Linked DNA regions of Danio rerio: region 1 is linked to region 2. Evidence: chromatin contacts called from public Hi-C data. All regions are on one chromosome and are shown on one strand. Each heading gives the region's core, a stretch centred on a gene start, on an enhancer-like site or on the middle of the called end of the contact. The rest is flanking DNA. Distances are from core to core; before and after follow the strand shown. Region 1 holds the start of adck2 (aarF domain containing kinase 2). Region 2 overlaps si:dkey-82f1.1.

Region 1 (5,946 bases), core at 1,353-3,852, 38 kb after region 2:
TTAGGGCACCGAAATGACTAAATTCATATCCATATTACTATAGAAATATAATATATAATATAAACAAACAACACTGAAAAAAAGTGTTGCATGCAGAACTGTTGCAAACTATTTATTTGTGTTGAATTTAAACAAATTAAATTCAGTAATGTTCAACTTAATTTGTTTGTTTAAATTCAACACAATTAAATTGTTTACAGCCACTTAACGTAAAAAAGATTTAGTAAATCCAAGGAATCATCTTTGAATATTTTTTTCAGTGAACTGTAGCTTTCTACAACTATATTACACTGTAGTACAGCGCAGTTTACTGTAGTAGAAACTAGAGTACATTATACTACATTAGTTCGCCGTTTCACAATGGTTAATAATGCTACAGTTATGCTGTAGACAGGGTTCGTTCGGGTGCTGGAAATCCTGGAAAATGCTTGATTTTTAATACAGTGTTTTCAAGGTTAAAAAAATAGATTTAGATTTAGGACAAAGTGGTTGAACCTGCTTGAATTTGAAATAGCAGGGCTCGAAATTTGTTCATGGGATGTGCAGATTTAGGAGACATTCACACAGAATGCTTATTTGCACCTAAAATCGCCAAACGCATCGCTCAGGAATAGTTTAAAACAGCTGACGTGTCAACTTGCTGCAGTAAACAAAGCCTGCAATGCCTGTAAATAAATAAAAAGTAATAATAATAAAAGTAATCTTGATGAAAGCTTACAAACTATAGTTTCCATATTTGGTGACTGATTTTCAAAACAGTTGACATAGGAACAGTTCATTAATTTGCAGCAAGAATATTCTCAGACTCATAAGGATTCAATTTGTGACATGAATTTTTAACAGCAATGCACATGAAATATAATGAACGACTGCTCATGAAAGTTTGGTACACACAAAACAAATCTGACTGTAAGATTTTTTTTTTTTTTTTTTTTGAGATATCAGCTTTAGGTAAGAGAAACTTTAAAAGATATCTCATCCAATAACTGATCTTTTTTATTTATTGATTGGTTTATTATTATTTTTTTTGCATTTTTAGGTAAACTATCCCAATAAATATATGCTCCAAAGTATTCAACAATGTAAGCTGAAATGTTATATTGTGTTTTTTAAATGGCACAATGGATTTAGATGTGAAAAAGTACAGCAGATATATATATATATATATATATATATATATATATATATATATATATATATATATATATATATATGTATGCTGTACCATGTTAAAAATGGCGACAAATGCACCTTAAAAGTGTTTGAAAAGTGCTGGAATTTAAGGTTTAAGAACTCTGTGTAGAGTTGTAAATAATATAATAGCCTACTACAGTATAATACACTTTACTATGGCAAATTTCTAAAATACTACTATAAATTACTGAAGTATTTTTATGTGGGTGTCATCTTCATTTATACCTGCTCTATTATGTGCATTTTTGATGTCGAAGTGAGGAAAATTAAGTAAAAGAGTCCCCCTAAGTAAACTCAAATATATACTTATAATAACTTATAGACTCAGCAAACAGTCATTTTAGCGACATCTACTGGCCAAAGGGAAACGATGAAAATGGGTGGTAATAGTGATATAGTGAACATAATTACTTGAACAGAACATTCAATCATTCATTTAATTTTTGGCTTAGTTCCCTTATTAATCCGAGGTCCCCACAGTGGAATGAACTGCCAACTTATCTAGCATGTGTTTTTATGCAGCCAATGCCCTTCCAGCTGCAACCCATCTCTGGAAAACATCCACAAACACTCATTCACACTCATACACTACGGACAATAGCCTACCCAATTCACCTGTACCGCATGTCTTTGGACTGTGGGGGAAACCAGAGCACCCGGAGGAAACCCACGCGAACGCAGGGAGAACATGCAAACTCCACAAAGAAACGCCAACTGACCCAGCTGAGATTCAAACCAGCGACCTTCTTGCTGTGAGGCGACAGTACTACCTACTGCGCCACCGTTTTGCCTGAACAAAAAAAAAAATATATATATATAAAGGTTTTATTAATGTAACTTTAAAAAAAAAATTTACTTTTTGCAATATTATATTTATATTGATTAATAATATTGATTAATAGTAGTAGTGGTAGTAGTAAATGTAAAAAAGTAAATATCAAAAGTCTAAACAAACCCCAAAACTGCAATAAAGCAAACCCTTTTAACATAAATATTCTAATGTTTAGAAATTCTCGTTAACATTATTAAAAGCAAATTATAGGACATCAACCTGTAATAAAATCATATATTTTAACACTAAAATATTAAAATATATAGCCATTGTGTTTAACATTAATAATTTGCATATATTAATAATAATGCTAAAGGTAAATGTCATATCAAAACAAAATATGCAACAACACCAAAAGAAGAACCTATTTCTACAGATTTTAACGAAATACAGATTCAATCAAATCAATAATTCCTTACATTTCATGATTTCGTGTGTTTATTTTATTGAACTAACTTTGTTCTAAATAAATACTAGTTTTTTAATCAACAAATCAATATCGATTAACGTTACTGCCCCCTTTTTCCCTTTCCACCGAGATGCGGAACTAACGTTAGCAATCACACGGAGCGATTTATCAGGCGAACCGGCGGAGAGCAGCAGTAACATTCATAACAAATGTTTGAATGAATTTAACGTTAACCGAATTCAAGCCTAAATGTGGAGAAACAACGCGAAAATGACACTAAATAGCACAGCCGCGGACATCTGTCGACGAAAAAACGCAAGATAATGAGAATATGGATGCATATGTACATGTTGACCTGCGTGTTCTGAACATTTCTGTGACTCATATTGTCATTTAAAGATTGTGAGCATGCTCGATGCTGACTATAAACACTGCAGAATTGTATATTAGCAAACGTGAATGTGTTTATTAATCCATACTTTATCATTTCAAACCTTAACAGAAGAAAGCAACAGAACTGAACGCTGTTAATTCATTATATAATGTCTACATTTGGCTTCATTTAAAATGTCTGTATTTTGCACAAGGCACCTGCTGCATAGCTTTAAGTGCTTTGCGCGCAGGTTACCGATTCCAACTCAATCCCGCAGAGTGTTTTTTGTTAAAGCCACTCGTCTTTTATCCCAAACCCCAAAAGTGGGATTGTTCTGCTGGACTGCATGTGGGACCATTTACGCCGCCGGACCAGAATCCCTCAAGAATCATCAAAACCCCACAGAGAGGAAATCAGTGGCCGGAGTTCAGATCCACAGGTTAGCAGTGGTCGACACTAATTGTTTTTACATCACTGCTGTACGTGTGTGCGTATTTGTAGTGTCTGTGTTTCATAAGAGTATATTCATTTTAGTAAACCTTCACTACTTTTCAAAAGTAGATAATGTACTTTTTACTCTACTACATTTGCTGAATGAAGCTGAGTAAAGTTATTTTTAATCTCCTTCAAGTTGTTCCAAACTTTCATGATTTTGTTTCTTCTTTTAAACACAATAACTGATATATTTTGAAAAATGTTGGAAACCTGTAACCATTGCCTTCTGTTGTAGGTGATAGATTTCCAACATTTTTCAAAATATCCCTGCGTGTAACATAGACTAACCATGTTCCGTACACTTTTCGCTATGCAGCGCACTCCTCCGTCATTGAAAGCCAGATAAGCATGCTTGTGTGTTCATTCTCTGGGGGAATATCTATTGCACAATCTAAATCTTGATTGATGTCTTTTGGACCAGTAGTTTTTGAGAAAAGATGGGAAAAGTACCACCTTCGCATGTGTACGGAAGATGATAGGTATTAACGATGATCTGTACACCAGTGGTTTTCAAAGTGGGGGTCGGGACCCCCCCAGGGGTCGCAGGGCAATGAAGGGAGGTCGCCTCGTGATTTCCAAAAATATTTATTTTTATTAAACCATAAGAATTAACATATTTTATCCATAACTATACTGAAAATAAAAATAGTCGTTTATAGTTACTATATACTATATAGTTACTATAGTAGCTTATAGTTACTTGTTCTATTGAATTGTGACCCCTGGGGTAATTACATTATAATAAAGGCAGCAATAGCTTTAGATGCATTTTGATTTTATAACATCAGGTTATACTTTCTAGCACATTTAAAGCACTGACACAAATTTAATTGGTGTGTCTGAGTCATTGCATGCAAGGTTTCTGTATTTATAACCACCTCAGAGGATATTGGGGGTCGCGAGTCACTGGCATTGTTATTTTTGGGGTCGCGGGCTGAAAAGTTTGGGAACCCCTGCTGTACACGACTAAAATAGTGTTCCGCACAGGGTGCATAACTTTAATTTACTGGCAAAATGGGCATTTGTTGAAGTCTTATTAAAATCTTATGTCAGAATATACTGTTATTGCGTTTAATTTGAAGTTAATGATATATTAAATATTTTAGGCGGCAGCTAGCTCTCTGCAACTCTCACATGGTCGCCCACTGAAGCTTAGCAGGGCTGCGCCCGGTCAGTACCTGGATGGGAGACCACATGGGAAAGCTAGGTTGCTGCCGGAAGTGGTGTTGGTGAGGCCAGAAGGGGGCGCCCAACCTGCGGTCTGTGTGGGTCCTAATGCCCCAGTATAGTGACGGGGATGCTATACTGCTCAGTGAGCGCCGTCTTTCGGATGAGACGTTAAACCGAGGTCCCGACTCTCTGTGGTCATTAAAAATCCCAGGATGTCCTTCGAAAAGAGTAGGGGTTTATCCCCAGCATCCTGGCCAAGTCTGCCCACTGGCCTCTGTCCATCATGGCCTCCTAACCATCCCCATATTCAATTGGCTTCATCTCTGTCTCCTCTCCACCAATCAGCTGGTGTGTGGTGTGCGGTCTGGCCATCCAAGTGGATGCTGCACACTGGTGGTGGATGAGGAGATTCCCCCCCATTGTGTAAAGCTTTGAGTGTCCAGAAAAGCGCTATATAAATGTAAGGAATTATTATTATTATTATTATAACTCTTTTATGAAAGTTTGTAATGAAATAGCTTCAAAATCATTTACTTTTTCTATCATGTTTATTTTATTACAGCTTGACAATTTTAAATATTAAAACATTAAATTAATGCACATTAACGCTGACTTGACTGACCTTTTATGAATACAAACATCATCACTGCAAAAAGAGGATCCAAACAGTGTTTGCAGCCAGTCTCTCAGGCTCTCTGGCGGTCATCACCCACAACTGACGTTTAAACATCCCTATTTCAAAGCATTTATTCAACAAAAGATAAGTTATTTAACAATTTGTGAGAACATAATATTCACTTCATAAAGACTGTAATACAGTGTGATGCATAAGTTAAATGCAAAAGCGACACTCGCACTTTAAGCCCACTGTCTATTTTCAAGCGCATTAGGTGGACGTAGCAAACTTACTGAATTCACTCGGAAACATATAGTTAAGGTCTCTGTTGTGGTTGGGGCTGAAAGAGTGAGAATTAAAGATTACACAGATATATAGCTTGACTACGACCCATAAGTATTTATTCAGAGATTAGCGTTAAAAGGTAATCTGTACGGAATATCGTTGTGTACGGAATATGGTTAGTCTACGTTACCACTAGAAGGAAGCCTGAGTACCACTAGTGGTACGTGTACTACAGTTTGAGAACCACTGTGGTCAACCAAGCAAGTCTCTTAAATAATCTCTACTAAAAGACTGAAAATATTACTTTACAAACTGTATTGTGAATAAATCATATAAATGTTTTCATAATAGTCAATAGTATTTCTGAAGTTAATTTAAAAAATAAATACTTATGAATGTACACACATTTACACAATAAACAGAATCAATGATGGGCTAAAAATCGGCAGAATTCTGCATGCGCAGATTTCCTGTGGGTCGACTCATCTCTAATTTGTGTGCTTTTGTTCCAGGCTAGTATTCGTCCTGCGATTGGGACTCCGCGCATTGGTGCTTCTTCTCAAATTCAGCCC
Region 2 (5,796 bases), core at 3,097-5,596:
TTACAGTAGAAAGAAACTCAAAAAAGTTTGAAACGCGTAAATAATGAGTAGAGAAGATATTTAAAAAAAACCAGTAACCATTCACTTCCATAGTAGGAAAAACAAATAAAATTTATCTCAAGGGTTACCGGATTTTAACGTTCTTCAAAATATCTTCTCTCTTGTTCAACATAAGTAAGAAACTCATAAAGGTTTAAAATAAGTTAAGGATTAATTAAGAAGGTATTTTGAAAAATGTTGAAAAATTGTGACCATTCACTTCCAAACTAGGAAAAAGGAATACTATGGAACATTCTTCAAATTATCTTTTTTTGTGTTCAACAGTAGAAAGAAACTTATAAAGGTTTGAAACGAATAAAGGATTAGTAGAAAATATATTTTGAAAAATGTTAGAAACCAGTAACCATTCACTTCCATAGTAGGAAAAACAAATTCTATGGAAGTCAATGGTTACCGGTTTTCAACATTCTTCAAAATATCTTCCTTTGTGTTCAATAGTGAAAAAAAAACTGTTAAAGGTTTAAAATGAGTAAAGGCTTAGTAGATAAGATATTTTGAAAAATGTTGGAAACTAATAACCATTGACTTCCACAGTTGGAAAAACTAATTCAATGGAAAAAAAGGAATACCGGTTTTCAACATTCTTCAAAATATCTTCTCTTGTGTTCAACAGAAGTAAAAAAAAATAAAATAAAAAAAGACTAAAGGTTTGAAATGAGTAGAAAGGATATTTTTAAAAATGTTGGAAACCAGTAACCATTCACTTCCACAGTAGGAAAAAAATAATTCCATGGAAGTAAATGATTACCGGTTTTCAACGTTCTTCAACATATCTTCTTTAGTGATTTACAGTAGAAAAAAACTCATAAAGGTTTGAAACGAGTAAAGGCTTAGTAGAGAAGATATTTTGATGTCTGTGGGAAAACCAGTAACCATTGACTTCCACAGTAGGAAAAACATTCTATGGAAGTCAATGGTTACCAGTTTTCAACATTCTTTAAAATGTCGTCTCTTGTGTTCAACAGAAGTAAAAAAAAAACTCATAGAGGTTTGAAATGAGTAAAGGATGAGTAAGTGATGACCGAATTGTCATTTTTGAGTGAACTGTCCCTTTAACTCAGTGTTTCTCCTCCTCCTCACAGCTGCTTCTCATAAAACCTGAGGGCCCTTGAGCTGATGACATCATGCTCTCTGCACGTCTCCAAAACACAGAGATAAATGTGTGATTTCCACGGAGAGAGGCAATACCGTGAGTCTGAAGCCAAACGCAATCACATTTACTCTCAATCTACAAACAGCGTGAGGATTCCGCTGACACAAACAGGAACACACTCAACCGCTCTGCCAAATAACTCAGATACTTGCTAATTAAAGGGGCAGTTCACCCAAAAATGAAAATCTACTCACTATTTACTCTATTTGTTTTATTCTGTGGAACACAAAAGATGTTTTCAAGAAAGCTGAAAACCTGTAACCATTGCCTTCCATTGTAGAAAAAAAATACAAATACTATGAAAGTCAATGGTTACAGGTTTTATAATTTTAATAATGATAATGTGCCCCTTCAAGTAAAGTCATGATACCAAGATAGGTCATGAATAGGTCTTATATCGGTCATATATATAGGTCTTAGGTCATGAGTTCATGTTGGTTAAATTTAGCTCAAACTAACATGTTTAATAATTAAAGCGTTACCGATTAAACTAGGTCAAGTTGCACTATTTATGTTGACCTGGCTTTTATAATTCTTGTTTTTTTCTTTGAATACTTTTTTTGCAGTACCCCTTGGATCACATACACAAGTCAGACCATCCAGGATTTCACAATAATTCCCTATATATATATATTCATCTCTGACATACACATATGTTCTCTGACACACACACACATAAGCGCGCATGTTCTAGATCATTTACATCAGTGTGCTCAAACAGCCATCAAAAAACCCAGACGACTTATCAGTATTTATTTTATTTATGTATTTATTTAATTTTTCTATTTAATTATTAAACAGGAAACAACAGGCTTCAGGATAATCTCTTGTTTCTCTCAGTGTTTCCTTTATATAAATTACAGAGGACGATAGTTCTCCAGGTTAAAAAATACTAAACTTAGATGAGTAAAATGTGTGTATTTTCACACAAAAACAAAACAAGAAATGGCGCAAAACTCGCAACACAATCACTTTCAAACATCATTTCAACAAATCTGAAGTCTTTTTTATTTATTTTAATTATTATGTTTTTAATTAATTGCTTTTTAACAAAGACAAAGCATACAGTGCATGTTTAACGATACGCATGAAAAAACTAAATAAAGAAATTGAAAAAATATATATATATATATATATATTTATATATATATATATTTATATATATATATATATATATACAGTTGAAGTCAGAATTATTAGCCCCCTTTTGATTTTTATTTTCTTTTTTAAATATTTCCCAAATTATGTTTAACAGAGCAATGACATTTTTACAGTATGTCTGATAATATTTTTTCTTCTGGAGAAAGTCTTATTTGTTTTATTTCGGCTAGAATAAAAGTAGTTATTAATTTTTTTAAAAACATTTTTGGGACAAAATTATTAGCCCCTTTAAGCTAATTCTTTTTTGGATTGTCTACAGAACAAACCATCATCATACAATAATTTGACTAATTACCCTAACCTGCCTAGTGCACCTTATTACCCTAGTTAAGCCTTTAAATATCACTTTAAGCTGTATAGAAGTGTCTTGAAAAATTTCAAGTAAAATATTATTTACTATCATCATGACAAAGACAAAATAAATCTGTTATTAGAAATAAGTTTTTAAAACTATTATGCTTAGAAAAGTGCTGAAACAATCTTCCCTCCATTAAACAGAAATTGGGGAAAAAAAATAAACAGGGGCGCTAATAATACAGGGGGCTAATAATTCTGACTTCAACTGTATATATATATATATATATATATATATATATATATATATATATATATATATATATATATATATATATATATATATATATATATATATATATATATACTATGAAAACAAACAAAAAACCCCAAAACAAATAAAAAATCTTTTATTTTAATTACTATTATTTTTTTATAAATTGCTTTTCAACAAAGACAAAGCACAAAGAGCAGGTTTAACAATAAACAATAAAAAACAAAATAAAGTAAAAAATAAATAAGTAATAAAAAATAAAAATGCTATAAAAAACAAACAAAACAAAAAAAACAAATATTTTTTTTAATTTTAATTATTTTTTTTCCAACAAAGACAAAGCACACAAACATGACAGTAAACAGTAAACATGAAAAAACTAAATAAAGTAAAAAATAACGAAATAATTAATAAAAAACAAAAATAAAAAACAAAAAATGCTAAAAAACAAATAAAGCAAAAGTATTTTTTATTGTTATTTTTAAATTAATTGCTTTTCAACAAAGACAAAGCACACAGTGCATGTTGTAATAAAAAAAAAAAATTTGACAAAAAATGCTATTAAAAAAACAAACAAACCCCCCAAAACAAATCAAAAGTCTTATTTGAATTACTATTAATTTTCTAATAAAGACTATGCACACAGAGCAGGTTTAACAATAAACAATGAAAAACAAAATAAAGTAAAAAAAATAATTAAGTAATAATAAATCAATCAATCAATCAATCAAACAAATCAAAAGTCATTTCTCTCTGTAAAATCCTGGAGGGACTGACATCCCCTTAAAAAAAAAAAACTTTTGCAGCTTGTTTAAGCTGTTTATTTAAAATGAGTTAAATAAATAAATAAATAAATAAAATGAGTTAAAACGACACAATAAACAATTCAAAAGTTTCTTTCTGGGGAAAACTTAATTGTGTTATGTTGAATCCTCTTAAATTTGTAAAAAGGATAAAGTTAACTTAAGGTCAACATGAAGTAATATAAGTAGCACTTTATTTTGATGGTCCATTTGAGTATTAGTAGACTGTCTGCTTAATATCAGCTGATACTGCTGCTAAACAGACATTTAACTGACTATAATAAACTTTGCAAGTACATTTCAACTTACACTAACCCCAGCCCCAACAGTCTACTTATAATCTAATGAGAATTAGAGGGCATGTAGATGCAGTGTAACTTACATTTAACAAAATAAAGTGTGACCAGGAATAGTGTGGAACCCAGCATTTTTTACAGTGTATGTTCACAAAATTGTGTGTCTTTTTGTGCATGACATGTCAAATTTACAGCTATGCCCTTGTTATCCTCTTGTGAGAGAGGACAAGCTTTAGACAGGAACAATTCTGAGTCGGCAACAAGAATGAGACAGGAAGTAGAGAGGATACGGCACACTATTCATGTGTTCCTGCGCCCCTATCAGTACCTTGCACATATGTCTTCTGTGAACTGTTGTGCATTGAAAAACATATTTCTAAAGGCGCTGTTGACTTGAAATTCTCACCAGATGTTGATAGCAACCAAATAAATCCACATATGCAAAGAAAACAGTTTACAAATGAAGGTTTGTGTAATAAAAGGAAACGATTCAAGGAAAAAGTATTGAACACATGAGGAAAGGGAGGTGTAGAGAAGCAGGGAAAGGCCAGACAGCAGCTGAAATCTCTCAAGCTGCGTCTTTAATGGCACACTATGCACTATGTACTTATGCACTTACACACTCAACAGGATAGCATATGTATGTAGTGTCGTCCCAAATGGAACACTTATGTTTTATTACTAAGCGGATTTTCAAACTGTTTCCCTGATGACGTTTGACGGTCGCCAAATCAGTGAAATAAACGACCGAATTATCAAATAATACCTGCCGTGAATATTGCCGCATTCACCATCGGGAGGCGCTATAATCACTCTCGTAGGAGAATTTTGCTTTCACCATCCAAAATAAATAAAGTTATCCAACATGTGCGTCCGATAGCTCCGCCTCTTCCGATACGTAAGCAAACCTGCGGTCGTTGAGTGCATGAAGTGTCCATCATTACACACTTCATTTTAGCGGCTGAATGAGTGCATGATCCAGGTAATTAAAGTGCACTCATTATTTTTAGAGTTTTCAGTGTGAACACACTAATTACACTATTTATACTACAAAATGGCGTAGAATAGTGCATAAGTATGCGATTTGGGGCGCAGCTTCAGTAGTTCTTTAGCAACCCTCTGCCCTTCCTCAGTGTAAATGGACATCAGCTGCTTCAGTCCAACATCTACATTAGCATGAGGATGAAGATGGAACCATTTCAGCAAGATAATGATCAAAACACAGCCGAGGAGACTCTCAAAGGCTTTCAGAGGAAGAAAATCAAGCTGTGGAATGGCCCAGCCAATCACCTGAACCGAATCCAATAGAGAATACAAATCAAAGCTCAAATCTGATAGACGAGACCCACAGAAGCATCAAGATTTTGACACTGTGAGAAACTCCTACCTGAGCAATGCATGTGACTTCAATCTCCATATGAGAGGCGTCTTTAAGCTGCAGCATTAAAAAATGTTTGTGTTGTTTGGGTTTTTACCAAAAATCTGCTTCAATTCCATGTCAACAGCTCCATTAGAATTATTATTTCCAGGAAAACACATCACATGTTTAATACTTTTTTTATTATGTTCCCTGTTTGTTGCCGTGTCTGGATTGTAAAAAAAAGGAGACAATAATGCTCCGCTAACTTATTGTTAATGATACGCTACACACAGAGGACGATGAAGCCTGTTTACATTTGCTGGGGTCAGATAAACACAGTGAACCCAATGGAAGATGTAATTATGGTTTAAAGACGGAACCACATGACCAGCCGC

Evidence for each region. A called contact is a pair of places that touch in the nucleus more often than the background predicts.
Region 1: a contact with region 2 is called in a Hi-C map of embryo, with 8 times the contacts expected there. The contact joins the promoter of adck2 here to the enhancer-like site in region 2. A contact is called at or near these places in 2 of 18 Hi-C or Micro-C datasets (caudal fin and embryo).

Annotation. Positions count from the first base shown.
Region 1 is chr25:3,205,806-3,211,751 of GRCz12tu, forward strand. adck2 (aarF domain containing kinase 2) reads left to right here and starts at 2,603. Exons shown (of 10, transcript XR_012400086.1): 1 at 2,603-3,247; 2 at 5,887-5,946. It also overlaps a transcript of LOC137489311 not described here.
Region 2 is chr25:3,166,500-3,172,295 of GRCz12tu, forward strand. All of the region lies in intron 1 of si:dkey-82f1.1, which reads right to left. LOC137489311 (a long non-coding RNA gene) reads left to right here. Exons shown (of 6, transcript XR_012400153.1): 3 at 1,143-1,249. Among named protein-coding and RNA genes, the nearest start is that of si:dkey-82f1.1, 32 kb to the right of the region's middle. Within about 2 kb of position 4,347, at least 4 of the 62 cell types and tissues checked have an H3K27ac peak or open chromatin away from gene starts, as enhancers often do.